3 separate regions of the Mus musculus genome follow, and all the other regions are linked to region 1. Evidence: chromatin contacts called from public HiChIP or PLAC-seq data. All regions are on one chromosome and are shown on one strand. The core of a region is the stretch at or near the end of the contact, and the rest is flanking DNA. Distances in the headings are between cores, read along the strand shown.

Region 1 (4,578 bases), core at 1,214-3,713:
CCTTCTTGTCAGGGCATGGACCGCATGCCTTTGCTGATGCGCGTTGTCATCTGTGCCTCGGCATAGACGTGGACACCAGGATTGCTGTGGAGTCTGGGGTGGGGGCTCAGGGCACTCGGAGGAGGGAGAAAGGGGCCATCCCAGGAGACAGGCCCCTGCCTGGGACAGAGGTGCCTAGTCAAGGCCAACCTTTCCCAGGTATTTTTTCCCTATTTATTGGGGACAGAAGAGACGTCTGTCTGGGTGAGGCAGAACCTTCTCTTCTCCCTTCCTTGCCTGTTGTCCTGGCAGGTCCAGCCCACTCTACCTCCTTAGCTTTTCCTGTGCCGCCTCGACTCATGGGTGGGGCTGGGTGCGGGCATGGCTTAAAAGAACCCCCCCCCCCGCCCTGAGGATACACGGGCCGTGGTGGAGGCCCAGGGCCTGTCTGGCATCCCCAAGTCTCCCTTCTGCCTACTGCCTCAGGTGACGGGTGTAACTAGCTCTGGAGGCAGTGGGGTAGATGGTCTGGGGGAGGGGTGTCCTGCAGCCTCTGCTACCCAGGCCACAGCCACTCTTGGGTTCCATCTTGCTAATAAATGCTGGCTCTGGGACTAGACTTTGGTTTCTCTCCTTGGTGATTGGAGTGGGAATGGAGGCGGGTTAGGGCCACAACTGCTGAGAAATTTCAAGCCAGGGAGGGACCTGAAGGCAGTGCATCTGCTACAAGAGGCAGGGGATCTCTGAGTTTGAGGCCAACCTGGTTACAGAATGTCTTCTAGGACAGTCAGAGAAACCCTATCTTGAAAAAAAAAACACACACACACACAACATCTGTGTAGAAGACAGGTTTGGTTTAATAATCAGGGCTCCTGCATTTCCTAAGCTCCAGAGACCCCTGCGGCCCAGGCTCCACTTAACCCTGTGCAGTTGAGGGTGGGTGGAGCCCAAGGGCTGAAGTGACAGATGACATTTGCTCCTGAACAGAGCCCTCCTCACTCAGGACGAATGACAAAATTGCCAGGACAGGGAATCTACTTCCTACTATCTTTAGGGACAATTCTATGCTTGGAGCTTGGGACCCTAGCACCCCCTTGTAGTCTGTCACAGAGTTGAGTCTGGTTTAGGAAAAGAGGCTCTAGACCCATAGAGAGCCCAAGATGGGGTTTCCGGTTATATGGGCAGAAGCCATCTCTAGCACCTAGATGCTCCGCACAGCAGGCTCCATATGTCACCAACTGCTACACCTGAGCAGGTCTCCAAACCCTGGAATAGAGGCTGTCAGGTTAGAGTGGTACCCTATGCAGGTCCCACATTATGAGTAGACCAAGCAAAAGCAGAGCAAGTGAGACCCCACTCACTCTTCTGTACTCTGGGGAGCGCCAAGATCTTCACATCTGACAATAGGCTTGCCAAAGATACACTGAATGTAGCCACCTCTATGGTGATCTTTGTTGCATCTAAATGCACATGTACGCTTAGACAGTGTGCATGGGCTGGCACAGGCAAGCATGTATGCACACACAGGCACACAGGTGTGCATCTAAATGCTTAGGCAAGGGCACTGTGAATTCACACAAAGCCCTGCAAAATGAGCACACACACACACCCGTGCCTAGACGGAGAACAGGTAGAGCATGCTGGACTGAAGTACATGCCCAGCATGCGGGCATCCTAGACTTGATCCCCAGTATACACACACAGAGCACCACTGCACATCCACAGGCTGCACTCATCATCATTTAAACAGGTATGTAAGAGCACATGTACTTAACTACTAGCAGGTACACATACATGCAGGTATACAGGACTGGGTGTGTGCACTTAACTTCGCTCGATTCTAGTAAGGAACAGAAAGACACACATGGGCTGTGTATAGCAGACTCACCCATCTACCAGCAGAGGACATGTAGACACCATGTACAGGGTCACATTTAACCCTGAGTGGTAGGCAAATAGTCACCTATTCCCTCAGGGCTCCCAGGAGGCACAGTACCCTCTGGTCCAGAGACACCCCACTCTTCTAAGCCACTGCTAATTATGTGAGCCTCTTCTAATCGGTAAAATGGGGCTGAGATTCGGGCACCACCTTCCTCCAAGTTCATGTAAGCTTACAAGATAAGGAGAGGTGACCACAGCTGGGAAAACATTAGGCCCTCTGTGCCTACACCTCCTTCAGCACTCTCCTGCCAGCTCCCAGTCCCCCCACTCCCGGGACTAAAGGGTCTGTTCCCTCAATTCTGCCAAATAAATGTATATAGGACAGGAGTGGAAGAGGACTCTCTAGGATCTCATCTGGAGACCTGGAGGGGGGCAGAGGGGTGCCAAGTCAGCAGTTGAAGGATTGGGGCCTTGCCAGCCAGATTAAAATGCTAGGAGACTGAGCTTCACCTGTCCTTGTCTCTGATTGGCCCTCGGGCATCCCTAGCTCCCAAATCCCACCGAGCTACCCCACCAGGACCTGTGCAGGTCTGTGGAGAGCCAGTTGATTGTTGGCTTTGGGGCCAGAAGGTCGTCTGAGGAGGCCGGGGAGGCTGCCTACCCTGTCCCTTTGCCTGCTGCTGGGACCATGGGGGCTGGGGCCAGCGCTGAGGAGAAGCACTCCAGAGAGCTGGAGAAGAAGCTGAAAGAGGATGCTGAGAAGGATGCCCGCACTGTGAAACTGCTGCTTCTGGGTAGGGGTGTGGGCCAGCGATGGGGAGGGGACAGCTGCCGGGCAGTCAGGCTAGGCAAACAGCCTCTCCTTGAAGCAGGGATTCCTTAGACGGAGGAAGAATGACAGTGTGGTGGGAGCCATTCCCAGGCAAGGCCAGGTGATGATGTCATAGTCCCCAAGGCAAGGATCCCAAGATAATTTCTTGGGACCCTTTTTTTTAAAAAAAAGATTTATTTTATGTAGGTGAGTACACTGTCGCTCTCTTAGACACACCATAAGAGGGCATCGGATCCCATTAAAGATGGTTGTGAGCCATCATGTGGTTGCTGGGAATTGAACTCAGGACCTCTGGTAAAGCAGTCAGTGCTCTTAACCACTGAGCCATCTCTCCAGCCCCTGGGGACACTCTTCTCTGCAGAAGGGTATACCAAACACCATTGTATGAATGTGTGTGTTCAGGCACATTTTGCCCTCAGACTATAGCTGTGGGTTTTCCAGGCCTGCTCAGCAAGGTATTCTTGGCTTTTCTTTCTCTCTTGAGAATAAGGTCTGAGAATAACTCTAGGATCACCCAGGTCCACAAAGGCACTGGGTGCCAGAACTTGGTCATCAGTAGACCTGTGAGACAGCTTTTAAAAGTGGAAAGATGCCAGGCAGTGGTGGCGCAGGCCTTCAATCCCAGCACTGGGAGGCAAGAACAAGTGACTCTCTGAGTCTGAGGCTAGCCTGGTCTACAGAGTGAGTTCCAGAATAGCCAGGCTTACACAAAAGGAAAAAAGGAAGTGGAAAGATATTGAGGCCTACATGGGATAAATAAAGCCAACCTCATGATCCCGTGGGTATTGAGGGGACATGCGGGTACCATTGCTTAACCCCAAAGGGAAAGTTGCTGCTTTAGAAGGGCAGCCAGAGGTACTAAGCCAGAGCCCCAAGAGAAAGGCCAAAGCTAAGCCGGAAATCCCATTAATTGTATCCAACACCCTTAAGGAGTGCAGGCTCAGAAAGGATATCGGCTCTGTCCTCTCCCCCATCTAAGGATGCTAATTCCCTCTGAGTCTCTCAGAGACATCTCCCTAGTTTCAGGTGAAAAGCAGAGGCTGGTCCATTCGGATAGTCCTATGCATGTGGTACTGAAAATCTCCACAAGGTGGCACTAGAGGGTCTTATTTTGATCTCGCAGCATACTAAAGACTTTCTTTTTTTTTTTTTTTTTTAAAGATTTATTTATTATTATATGTAACTACACTGTAGCTGTCTTCAGACACACCAGAAGAGGGAGTCAGATCTTGTTACAGATGGTTGTGAGCCACCATGTGGTTGCTGGGATTTTGAACTCTGGACCTTCGGAAGAGCAGTCGGGTGCTCTTACCCACTGAGCCATCTCACCAGCCCGACTTTCTTTACACAACAGAGTTTTGGGACGCCTCCTCCTTCCCACTGGACACAGTTGAGGTCCCTTAACTGATGTAGGTCCCTTTTGTCACTTACAGCCATTTTTCTTCAGGTTTTTTTTTTTTTTCTTCGAGACAGGGTTTCTCTGTTATAGCCCTGGCTGTCCTGGAACTCACTCTGTAAACCTCGAACTCAGAAATTCGCCTGCCTCTGCCTTCCAAGTGCTGGGATTAAAGGCGTGCGCCACCACGCCCGGCTTTCTTCAGGGGTCTTAAAGACTTTACTTTGAATAGAGATGAGGGCAATGATGATACTTTGACTATCTAGAGGTCTAGTTGGCACCCCAGGGCTCTGATCCAAAAGAAGTGCGGCTCTGAAGCACAGCTTTCCTTTCAGGTGCCGGTGAATCCGGGAAGAGCACTATTGTCAAACAGATGAAGTGAGTGTTCCCTGCCCATCCTAAGGCCCCCTAGTGGTGGGTGGGTGCATGCACATCAGAACCTGTCCTTCCCTACTTGCCCAGGTGGCTCTAACTTTGCTGGTCTTGGCTA
Region 2 (4,578 bases), core at 549-3,048, 790 kb after region 1:
GTGTAGGGCTTTCTGATACCCTCAGGATCATTCAGGCAGAGTGGAGACTGTTGAGGATGTAGGTAGGCCAATCCAATAGCCCCAGCACCAAGGGCACACACACCTGTTCCTGAGCCCAGACTCACTGGTAAGCTTGTTTCTGGACCGTCTGGGTTCACAGGTATGAGGGTCAAGTCTAGCTTGGGATGTGATTCTTAGGTAGGGCAGCTTTAGGTTTGTTTCCAGGCACGTCTGAACCTCAGTCCACGGAGGCAGCCAGTCATCACATGCAGACATCTCCTTTCTCCACTTGATGGCACAGGAGGTAGGGAGGGGAATGTAGGGTTAAGTTCCTTGACCTTGCTTTATGCAAAGTGAAATATATTTGTGTTACTTCTCTCCATTTTCCCCAACTGGATGAAATGGACCTATTCTGAATACTTTTTATTGAAAAACCAGCCAGTGTGAGGGAAATGGGAGGTCAGAGATCAGAATCCTTTGAAAAGATTGTGAAATACTGATTTTCATTGTTTAAAGCGTATTTGTAAATACCTATTTGAATGCTGTGTATTTGTACAGGAATTTGAGCAAAAAAATGTATAGAGTATGTCTAATTGGTAATAAGCCCTATAAATGTGTTTTTAACCTCTGGCATTCTGTGCTTATTTAAAACAAGAAAACTTCTAACCATTTCTTTTGTGTATTCATGTCTAAAGAAAAACTGACTTAAAATTATCTTACCTGTACCAGAAAAGTTAAAGAAAAAAATTTGTGCCAGTGTCCCAAGAGGCATTTTACTGTATATATTGTGGTAGCATGTTATAAATCCAACAAAAAATGTGACTTTTAGATGTAAATATCTGGCAACTGACTCCCCCACCTCCATCCCTTGACTGCTGTGATGTGAATTAAAGATGAATACCTGATATTGATCCACTGATTTCACTGAATGGGAGCATAAGTGCCCCTCTCAAACCCTTGTCGCCGGGCTCCAAGCCCTTTTAGCTCCAGATACTTTTCTGCACTTAGTCGGCCGCTCTCCATATTCCGCCTTCCAGGGCGAGTGGCCAAAGCCCTTGCACTTAGCATTAGGGCAGTCCAGGCGGTAATGTCTCCAGTTCCCATCCTCGTGTCTCCAAGAGTGGAGAACAAAACCTCCCAAGATCCCATGGCCTCCATTTGGAAGGTAGACCAACGCCTCTGCTCGCAGCCTTGCCGCGAGGTCCTCAGAGGCCCAGGACGGGAAACGACTAGGCAGGCCGAGACCTTTCGTTTAAGAGGTTCTGCCGTCTGACCCAGGTTAAAGCGGGGTCTGAGCAAGCCGGCGAATCAAAGTGGACGTTCCCCTTGATTGGCTCGGCAATCCACGTGGTAGTTCAAAACAAGGAACCGCTTCTGATCCATGCTCCCGCCGCCCATCCTACTGGCTATAGGGTGGCGCCAGAAATGCTGCTCTACGAGTCCGGGCGTCGGGAGGAGTGGGTGTGGAACCAAGACTCGGCATTCGGGTCGAGTCAATAGATTGAGAGGGTTCCGGGTAAGCAGCCAAAGCAGCTGCCCTAACCCAACATGGCGACCCGTGCACCTTCCCTCCGCACCCCTATGGACCGCCCAGGCTCAATCAGCAACCGACAACTGTCTAGGTCCCAGACAGCAGCAGCCAATGAGGGAGGGTAGCGTGGAGCCGCCGGTCTGGGCTCCTGGGCACGTGGACCAATGAGGATGCAGCATATGGGTGGGCGCGGGGATCGCACACCAATGGGAAGCTCAGGTTTCTGTTCCAGCCCACTAGGCGGAACACCGCGCCGGGTGCGGTTCATTCGCGCGGCGGCGGCGGTGGTGGAGACGGCTGAGGAGGATGTGGGCTACGCGCGGGCTGGCGGTAGCGCTGGCCCTGAGCGTGCTGCCTGACAGCCGGGCGCTGCGGCCAGGAGACTGTGAAGGTGCGGGGGACCGGATGGGGGCGGCCTGGCGGCGCTAAACCCAAGGAAAGCGAAAGGGTGGGAGCGACGGCCCGTCCCGGGGCTCCGCTGGAGAAAGGGCCTCACTTATTTCCCGGGCCTAGAGACGTTGACCCATTTAAGGGAACGCGTCGGTTCAGTAGCGTTAATAACTTGGCCGGAAGCCCACATCCCGGGAGTTTTTGTCTTCCCATCACTTTAGCGATTACAGGAAGGCATCCTGTGGGCCGCAACCGTCTCGGGGTTACTAAGCTGCACTTGGGGGTTCGATGTATTTGGAATGAGGAGCATTTTGATCATTTGCTTCAGCCTTCAATCTGTCCCTTATGAGGTCACAATGAGTTCCCTCAAGGACACGTGTCCACTCTAGACTTAAACTTGAAAAGAGCAGAGAGGGTTGTGTGTGGGTCACTTGGGTAATGTTCATTCCCAGCATGCAACTGGGTACAAGGACCCCAGCAACCTAAGGGCTCTGTGCACTTCTGAGTACCCGAGTTAAAAAAAAAAATTAATCCCTTCTAGCAAAACTGCTGACAGAGTTTTTTCCAGGGGAAATGGAGACTAATAATTACTTACCATCTCCTCCCTCTTTTCCAGTTTGTATTTCTTATCTGGGACGATTTTACCAGGACCTCAAAGACAGAGATGTCACATTTTCACCAGCCACTATTGAAGAAGAACTTATAAAGTTTTGCCGTGAAGCAAGAGGCAAAGAGAATCGGTTGGTAAGTAGCTGGTGACCCACCCAGCCTGTCCCTGGCTCTTGGGCACTGTCCACTTTGTGATGGGACTTGTATATATACTAATGTGAGGTTTAAGTGTTTTTATCCTCTATTTATTAAACATTGCTATAAGCTGAATATTGGTAAGACCAGGAGAGAAAATGACAGGCAACTGCAAGGCAGTGATGCCAGATGCCATGAAGGAAATAAGCTAGGAGAGTTGGTGGGTGGGAGCTGAGAGAGAAAGTAGTGGGTATCTACCTCTGAGGACAGGGAGTCAGTGAGGTGGAGTGAGCACAACTCAGGCAATGGGAGTGCCCAAAGACCAGAATGAATTTGGTGTGATTGGAACCAGAAGTAGTTGGCTAGGTGCCCCGAGATGGCCAGGGCCAAGTCAAGGTCAAGGACCCTGGCGGAGCATCAGCCTCTTGTAGCTTTAATTTCCATGGTAGTCTCTCATCGGAACTCTAACTCTGCAGCTGAGCATATATCAAGTGCCTCGGGCCTGGGACAGCTAGATCTGGGCAGACTAACAAACCGAAGCCTTGGCAAAGAGAGGTTTTCAAGGTGACCTAACAGTTGTCTGGAACTGGAGAGTTGGTTATGAATGTGTGCTGCTCTTGTGGAGGACCTGAGTTCAATTCCAGCATCCACAGCACCCTGCACTGCAGCTCCAGGGAACCTGATGCCTTCTGGCCTCTGACACATGCTCTCATGCATGCAGATTTTTTTCAAGGCTTTCATTTTGTTTTGTTTTGGTTTTTGCTGCAGTGCTACTACATTGGAGCCACAGATGATGCTGCCACCAAGATCATCAATGAGGTGTCGAAGCCCCTGGCCCACCATATCCCTGTGGAAAAGATCTGTGAGAAGCTGAAGAAGAAAGACAGCCAGATCTGTGAACTAAAATACGGTGAGTGTGACTCGGACCCTGTGCCTTCTACCATCTCTGCATACCCTTTCTGGACTTAACTTTCTAGCCAGAAGAGTCATCAAAAGCGGGTTTGTAGCATAAAGGATGATTCTCTGTGCTGCAGGGAACAGACTTGCGCATCGAACATAGGTGGAGGTCAAAGGGTGACTTAACATACTTTGAAGGATGAGGGTTGACCCAGAGGCCATCTGATAGAGCAGTGCAGATAGAGATTATAGATAGTGGTGGAGTACGTAGAGGTCAAGTTGGACAGAGCCTTGGGGGGAAATTTGGCTTTTAGTCTAAAAACTTGGGAGCTTTAGAAGTTTTTGAGCAGAGAAGTGATGTGGTGGGAACTTGAGTTCAACAGTCATGGCTCTAAACCCCAGGCGTGACAGTTACAGCATCACCATGGCAGAGCCCATCTGGTTGCACAGAATCCTAGTCTCGAGAAGAGCTAGGCCTCTCCTATAAAGTTTAAACGATGCCAGTGTTTACTGCACTAATGTTCGGGAATTTTGTACTTGTGTGAATTTGATTTGGTATCCTGGTTGGTTCTGGTGTCGGTTTGTTTGGGTCACGTGGGTTATGGAGTAAGTGTCTGACTCTGGTGCCTCTTGGGGAGGCTAGGGGTGTGTCTGCTCTGCTCAGCCTGGAGCTGTCCTTTGTGCTGGCATGTAGGAAGCCCTCGGGGAACTGGAGCTATGTTCCTTCTCTAAACCACATAGGCTGTCTGCACTGTGTGTCTTATGGTGGCTACTGACAGCCTGAGGTGGCCTTCCTGGTGAAGACTGTCATCTCAATCTTGGGCGCAGTGTGCATTTGTCTTCCCGGCCGCACGTAGGGCTGGACATCCTAAGGATGGTTTGACGTGCAGCACAGTTGGGCCTGCAGCCTCTCCTGCCCAGCCATTTACTCTCCTGCTCTCCCTGCAGACAAGCAGATTGACCTGAGCACAGTGGACCTGAAGAAGCTCCGGGTGAAAGAGCTGAAGAAGATCCTG
Region 3 (4,578 bases), core at 1,379-3,878, 670 kb before region 1:
GTGACCCACATCTATGATTCCAGCATCTGTGAGGTCCAGGCAAAAAGGTCAATCTACCCTGCACAGTAAGCTTGAGGTTCCCTCCCTTGGGCTACAAGAGACCCTATCTGTAAAAGACAAAACAAAGCTACACATGCTAGCACATGCTGGCCTTTACATCCCAGCACTCAGGAGGCATAGACACTTGGATGTCTATGAGTTCCAGTCCAGCTTGGTCTACATAGGGAATTCCAGACCAGTCAAGGTTACCTAATATGACCACGTCTGAAAAAAAATGAACAAGGGACTGGAAAGATAATTCAGAGGTTAAGAGAGTCTTGTGCTCTGCCAAAGGACTCAAGTTTGGTTCCTAGCACCCATGTATGGTATGCACAACTCTAGCTCCAGGAAATCCAACAGCCTCTTCTATTCTGCATAGGCATCTGCATGCATAGCGTGTGCCATACATTCTCATATTCCTCTCCCTCCCCCCCCTCTCTCTCTGCCTGTCTCTTTCTCTCTCACACACAAGACACTGCGATCACTTATCTGTAATCCCAGCACACAGGAGGCAGATGCAGAAGAGTCTGCAAGTCTGTGGCCAGCCTGGCTACATCTCAAGTTCCAAACCAGTAGGGGCCACAGGGAGACCTTGTCTCAGAAACAAACAACCAAAACCATAAACGATTATTGAAAGAATTTTAAAACTAATTAACTTTGGAGATGGCGGGGGGGGGGGGGGAGGTGCACCCTCAGTATGTAGCCCAGGATAGCCTTGAACTAGAGAGATCCACCTGTGTATGCCTCCCAGAGGCTGGGATTAAAGTTGTGTGACACTATGCCTAGTTAGGATTTAATTTATTTCAGTTTTTCGAAACATGGTTTCTCTGTCTGTCCTGTCTGTAGACTGAGCTGGCCTCAAACTCTGAGATCCACCTGCCTCTGCCTCCCAAGCGCTGGGACTAAAGATGTGTGCCACCGCTCCTGGGCTGAGTTTTTCTTTTTAATTATGCTTTGGTTATGTGCCTGAGTTTGAGCATGACTCCCAGTGCCCACGGAGGTCAGGGGAGTTGCTATCCCTGGAGCTGGAGCTTGAGTTACAGATGGCAGGGAGGCACCAAACCCGAGTGCTGGGCCTCAGACTCAGGCACTGCAAGAATAATCTAAGTTCTCAGATGCTGAGCAGTCTCACCAGCCCATGAGCAATCATTTCAAATGGACTCTTTCTACAAGTAAAACTATGTTACTAAGTTATTAATCACATTACCCACCACCATTTTTTTTTTTTTTTTGAGACAAGGCTTTTACTATGTCACTGAGGTTGGCCCTGAAATTTGGCAGCAATACTCCTCCAGGACTAAGACTACAGGCATGAGCATCCAGACCAACCTGAATATTCTTTCTGTGTCATCCCTTTGCAGAATTTCTAAAGTACCTCTCTCTATTTGTCTGGCCTTTCACTGGCTCAATTTAAACACCATAAACTACACCTAGACCACACCCCAAACACATAAGTTCTGTTCTCTTTTTCAGTCCTCATATTGGTCATAATCAATGAGAAACCTACCCTATTATTTGACTCCTACACAGCAGCACCACCCAGGCATTTCTCCCCGACTGGGGAGTACAATCCCTTCTAGTTAACAATCTCTTAAGAGGCCTCATATTTGAATCTGCTCTAGTAAACCTGGAACTTTTTTTTTGGGGGGGGGGTGCTGCTCACTGTATGAGACCAGCCCTGAACCTACAGCAATCCTACAGCCTCTGCTCCTGCAAACCAATAAAGCATATGCCAGCGTGCCTGGCAAAGTCTTGTAACTTTCGATCTTCTATTTTGCTCCAGGAGTCAAGCTCCCCTCCCTTCCCCTCCCCTCCCACTCTTACATCTAACTACTGCTACAATTGTCCCGGACCATCTGACAACTGGCTTCTAGTTTTTGGCTTTGAATCCTGTCCCACGGTTTACAAGTTACAAAGTATCACAGTTTACAAGTTACAAAGTATCCACTTCGGATCCTCTCTCCACGCCAGGAGCGTCCTAAGCCACAAATTGCTACCGAGGTTTTAATTGTTAAGGATCGGAGGTGTGTAAGGGGTGGAAACTTCCCCCACCAAGGTCACCATCAAGCGCCCAAGTCTTCGGTGGTTAAGTGCTTTCCCCCACCTTCCCGCTCCCGCCGACCCCAGCGCGCCCCCTTTTCTATATTCTACACCCCCTGTCCCCGCCGGTCCAAGACTACTGTGAATCCGAATGGACCGGGACAAACCCCACGCCTGTCAGCGCTGTCCCCCAGCTGATCCCGGGGTTTCTTTCATCAGCGGCCGCTGTCAAGCCACTCTTTCAGACTCCAGGCACCGCCCCCGGCCCGCCTCCACCTAAAACTGAGGACAGAGGTCCGGCCTGAGGGCCAGCGAGCCGGCTAGACGCTCTGCGCCGCAGGAGGGCAGGGCGGACGCTCACCACTGCGCCCCACGTTGGAGCGTGGTCCCCATCAAGGCTCCGAGCTCCGTCTTCTGGGTCTCCACATCCGGTCGCTCACGGCTGCCCCGGCCTTCCGCCATCTCGTCCGCCGCCCCGGCCCAGCCGGCCCGGACATCCGCCTAGCGCACGGCGTGCTATGGGCCGCGCCCACGCACGCACGTAACCACGCACGTGCGCGCGCCCGGCACCGCCGTCGACTTTCGCCTCTTCTCCCCGCCCCCACGCGCTGTTAACCCCCCCCCGCCCCCTCCGGAGCCGAAGCGGACAGAAGCAGGCTGGACGCCCAGAGGCGGCGGCCACATCCACCCGTGTCTGAGCGGCTCCTGCGATCTGACTGCTGGCCCGCCCTCGACCCATCAGTCACTCGCTCCATCCTGGCCTGTGAGGTTAGCCTGATGCTAAATCCGTGCAGGAGGAGCCTGCCGCTTGCTTTTCTTGTTTCCACTCGGTTCCATGCGGCTTTCAGCAAGACTGCCTAAATGCGAGATTGAATTTACTGCCTCGGCAGCCCCTGTAGCCAAGTGCACACGGACGCATTGAGATCTGGACTGTCCGGTGTGGTCCAGCCATTAATAGTTGTTTCAAACAAGGGCCGGCGCGATGGCTACGTGGGTGACAACTGGGTTTGATCCCCAGAACCCGTGTAAAAGTGGAAAAAGAAAACTGACTCTTTAAAGTTGTCCTTTGTTCTCGACACAGACACTGTGGCACGCGTTCGCCAAACAGGCACACAATAGTGAAATTTGTTGTTTGTTTGGGACAGGTTTCTTCTAGCTGCTGTCCTGGAGCTGTTTATGTAATCTAGGCTAGTCTCGAATTTAGGCCCATTTGCCCTTTTCTCCAGAGTGCTGGGATTAAAAGCATACATCACCACACCTGCAAAAAACAAAAATAAAGTCATAAATAGACGCAAAAAACAAAGTTGTCTTAAACAACTTTGTATCCTGTCAGCCATCCAGGTCAAGGAGAGAGTAGCAACCACCGAAGCCGACAGAGGTCCAGGCATCTTAATTTTTTCCTGAAACAATGATTCCGTTTTCTTCCGGGCGGTGATGGCACAGGCTTTTAACCCAGCACTCAGGAGGCAGAGGTAGGCAGATCTCTGAATTCGAAGCCAGCCTGGTCTACAGAGAGAATTTTAGGACAACCAAGGCTACAAGAAACCCTGTCTTGAGGAGAAGAAGAAGAAGAAGAAGAAGAAGGAGAAGGAGGAGAAGGAGGAGGAGAAGGAGGAGAAGAAGGAGGAGGAGGAGAAGAAGGAAAAGGAGAAGGAGAAGGAGAAAAGGAGAAGGAGGAGGAGGAGGAGGAGGAGGAGGAGGAGGAGGAGGAGGAGGAGGAGAAGGAGAAGGAGAAGGAGAAGGAGAAGGAGAAGGAGAAGGAGAAGAAGAAGAAGAAGAAGAAGAAGAAGAAGAAGAAGAAGAAGAAGAAGAAAAAGAAAAGATTGCAAGTCTTGAAAATCTTGCTCTGGAACAGGTTTAAAAGCATGGTAGAAAGCCATCTGTGGAGATGCCCGGGCAACTGGTGAGCTTTTGCTTTTCAGGCAAATCCTGTTTTGTTTCGGTTTTTTTTTTTTCGAGACAGGGTTTCTCTGTGTAGCCCTGGCTGTCCTGGAACTCACTCTGTAGACCAGACTGACCTTGAACTCAGAAATCCGCCTGCCTCTGCCTCCTGCTGTGGTTAAAGGTGTGCACCACCACACCTGGCACAAATCCTGTTCTTAACAGTAAGGCAAGTAAAACAGTTTCTTGGCGGATAGGAAAGCATGTCCTTCAAAAAACTAATACAAAACAAACGAACCCCCAATTCCCTCACCTTCCCAGTAGATTAAAAAAAAAAGATACATTTTATTTTATGTGTATGTGTGTGCGCCCTGCATAAATGTATGTGCACCACCTGTATGCAGGCACCCTCAGGCCAGAGAGCATTGTAACCCCGAGAGCAATGGTTCTCAACCTTCCTTATGCTGGGAGTCTTTAATACAGTTCCTCATGTTGTAGTGACCCCCCTACCAAATTATTTTGTTGCTACTTCACAGGTGTAATTTTGCCGGGCAGTGGTGGCACAGGCCTTTGATCCCAGCACTTGGGAGGCAGAGGCAGGTATATTTCTTTTTTTTT

The links. HiChIP or PLAC-seq counts read pairs in DNA pulled down with a chosen protein or histone mark.
Region 2: an H3K27ac HiChIP or PLAC-seq map of large pre-B cells shows a contact between it and region 1, with 3 times the contacts expected there. The contact joins the promoter of Manf here to the promoter of Gnat1 in region 1.
Region 3: a contact with region 1 is called in an H3K4me3 HiChIP or PLAC-seq map of bone marrow-derived macrophages, with 4 times the contacts expected there. The contact joins the promoter of Usp4 here to the promoter of Gnat1 in region 1. A contact is called at or near these places in 2 of 39 promoter capture datasets (both in liver), 1 of 484 Hi-C or Micro-C datasets (liver) and 2 of 115 datasets of contacts at active chromatin or transcription factors (bone marrow-derived macrophages and pancreatic cancer cells).

What each region holds. Positions count from the first base shown.
Region 1 is chr9:107,677,519-107,682,096 of GRCm38.p6, reverse strand. It overlaps Gnat1 (guanine nucleotide binding protein, alpha transducing 1), which reads left to right and starts at 2,463. Exons shown (of 9, transcript NM_008140.3): 1 at 2,463-2,654; 2 at 4,424-4,466. The coding sequence starts at 2,549. Sema3f (sema domain, immunoglobulin domain (Ig), short basic domain, secreted, (semaphorin) 3F) reads left to right here. Exons shown (of 18, transcript NM_001379496.1): 18 at 1-598.
Region 2 is chr9:106,889,158-106,893,735 of GRCm38.p6, reverse strand. Manf (mesencephalic astrocyte-derived neurotrophic factor) reads left to right here and starts at 1,798. Exons shown (of 4, transcript NM_029103.4): 1 at 1,798-1,922; 2 at 2,538-2,665; 3 at 3,434-3,575; 4 at 4,511-4,578. The coding sequence starts at 1,838. It overlaps Dock3 (dedicator of cyto-kinesis 3), which reads left to right. Exons shown (of 53, transcript NM_153413.2): 53 at 1-911.
Region 3 is chr9:108,345,881-108,350,458 of GRCm38.p6, reverse strand. It overlaps Usp4 (ubiquitin specific peptidase 4 (proto-oncogene)), which reads right to left and starts at 2,628. Exons shown (of 22, transcript NM_011678.2): 1 at 2,441-2,628. The coding sequence starts at 2,541.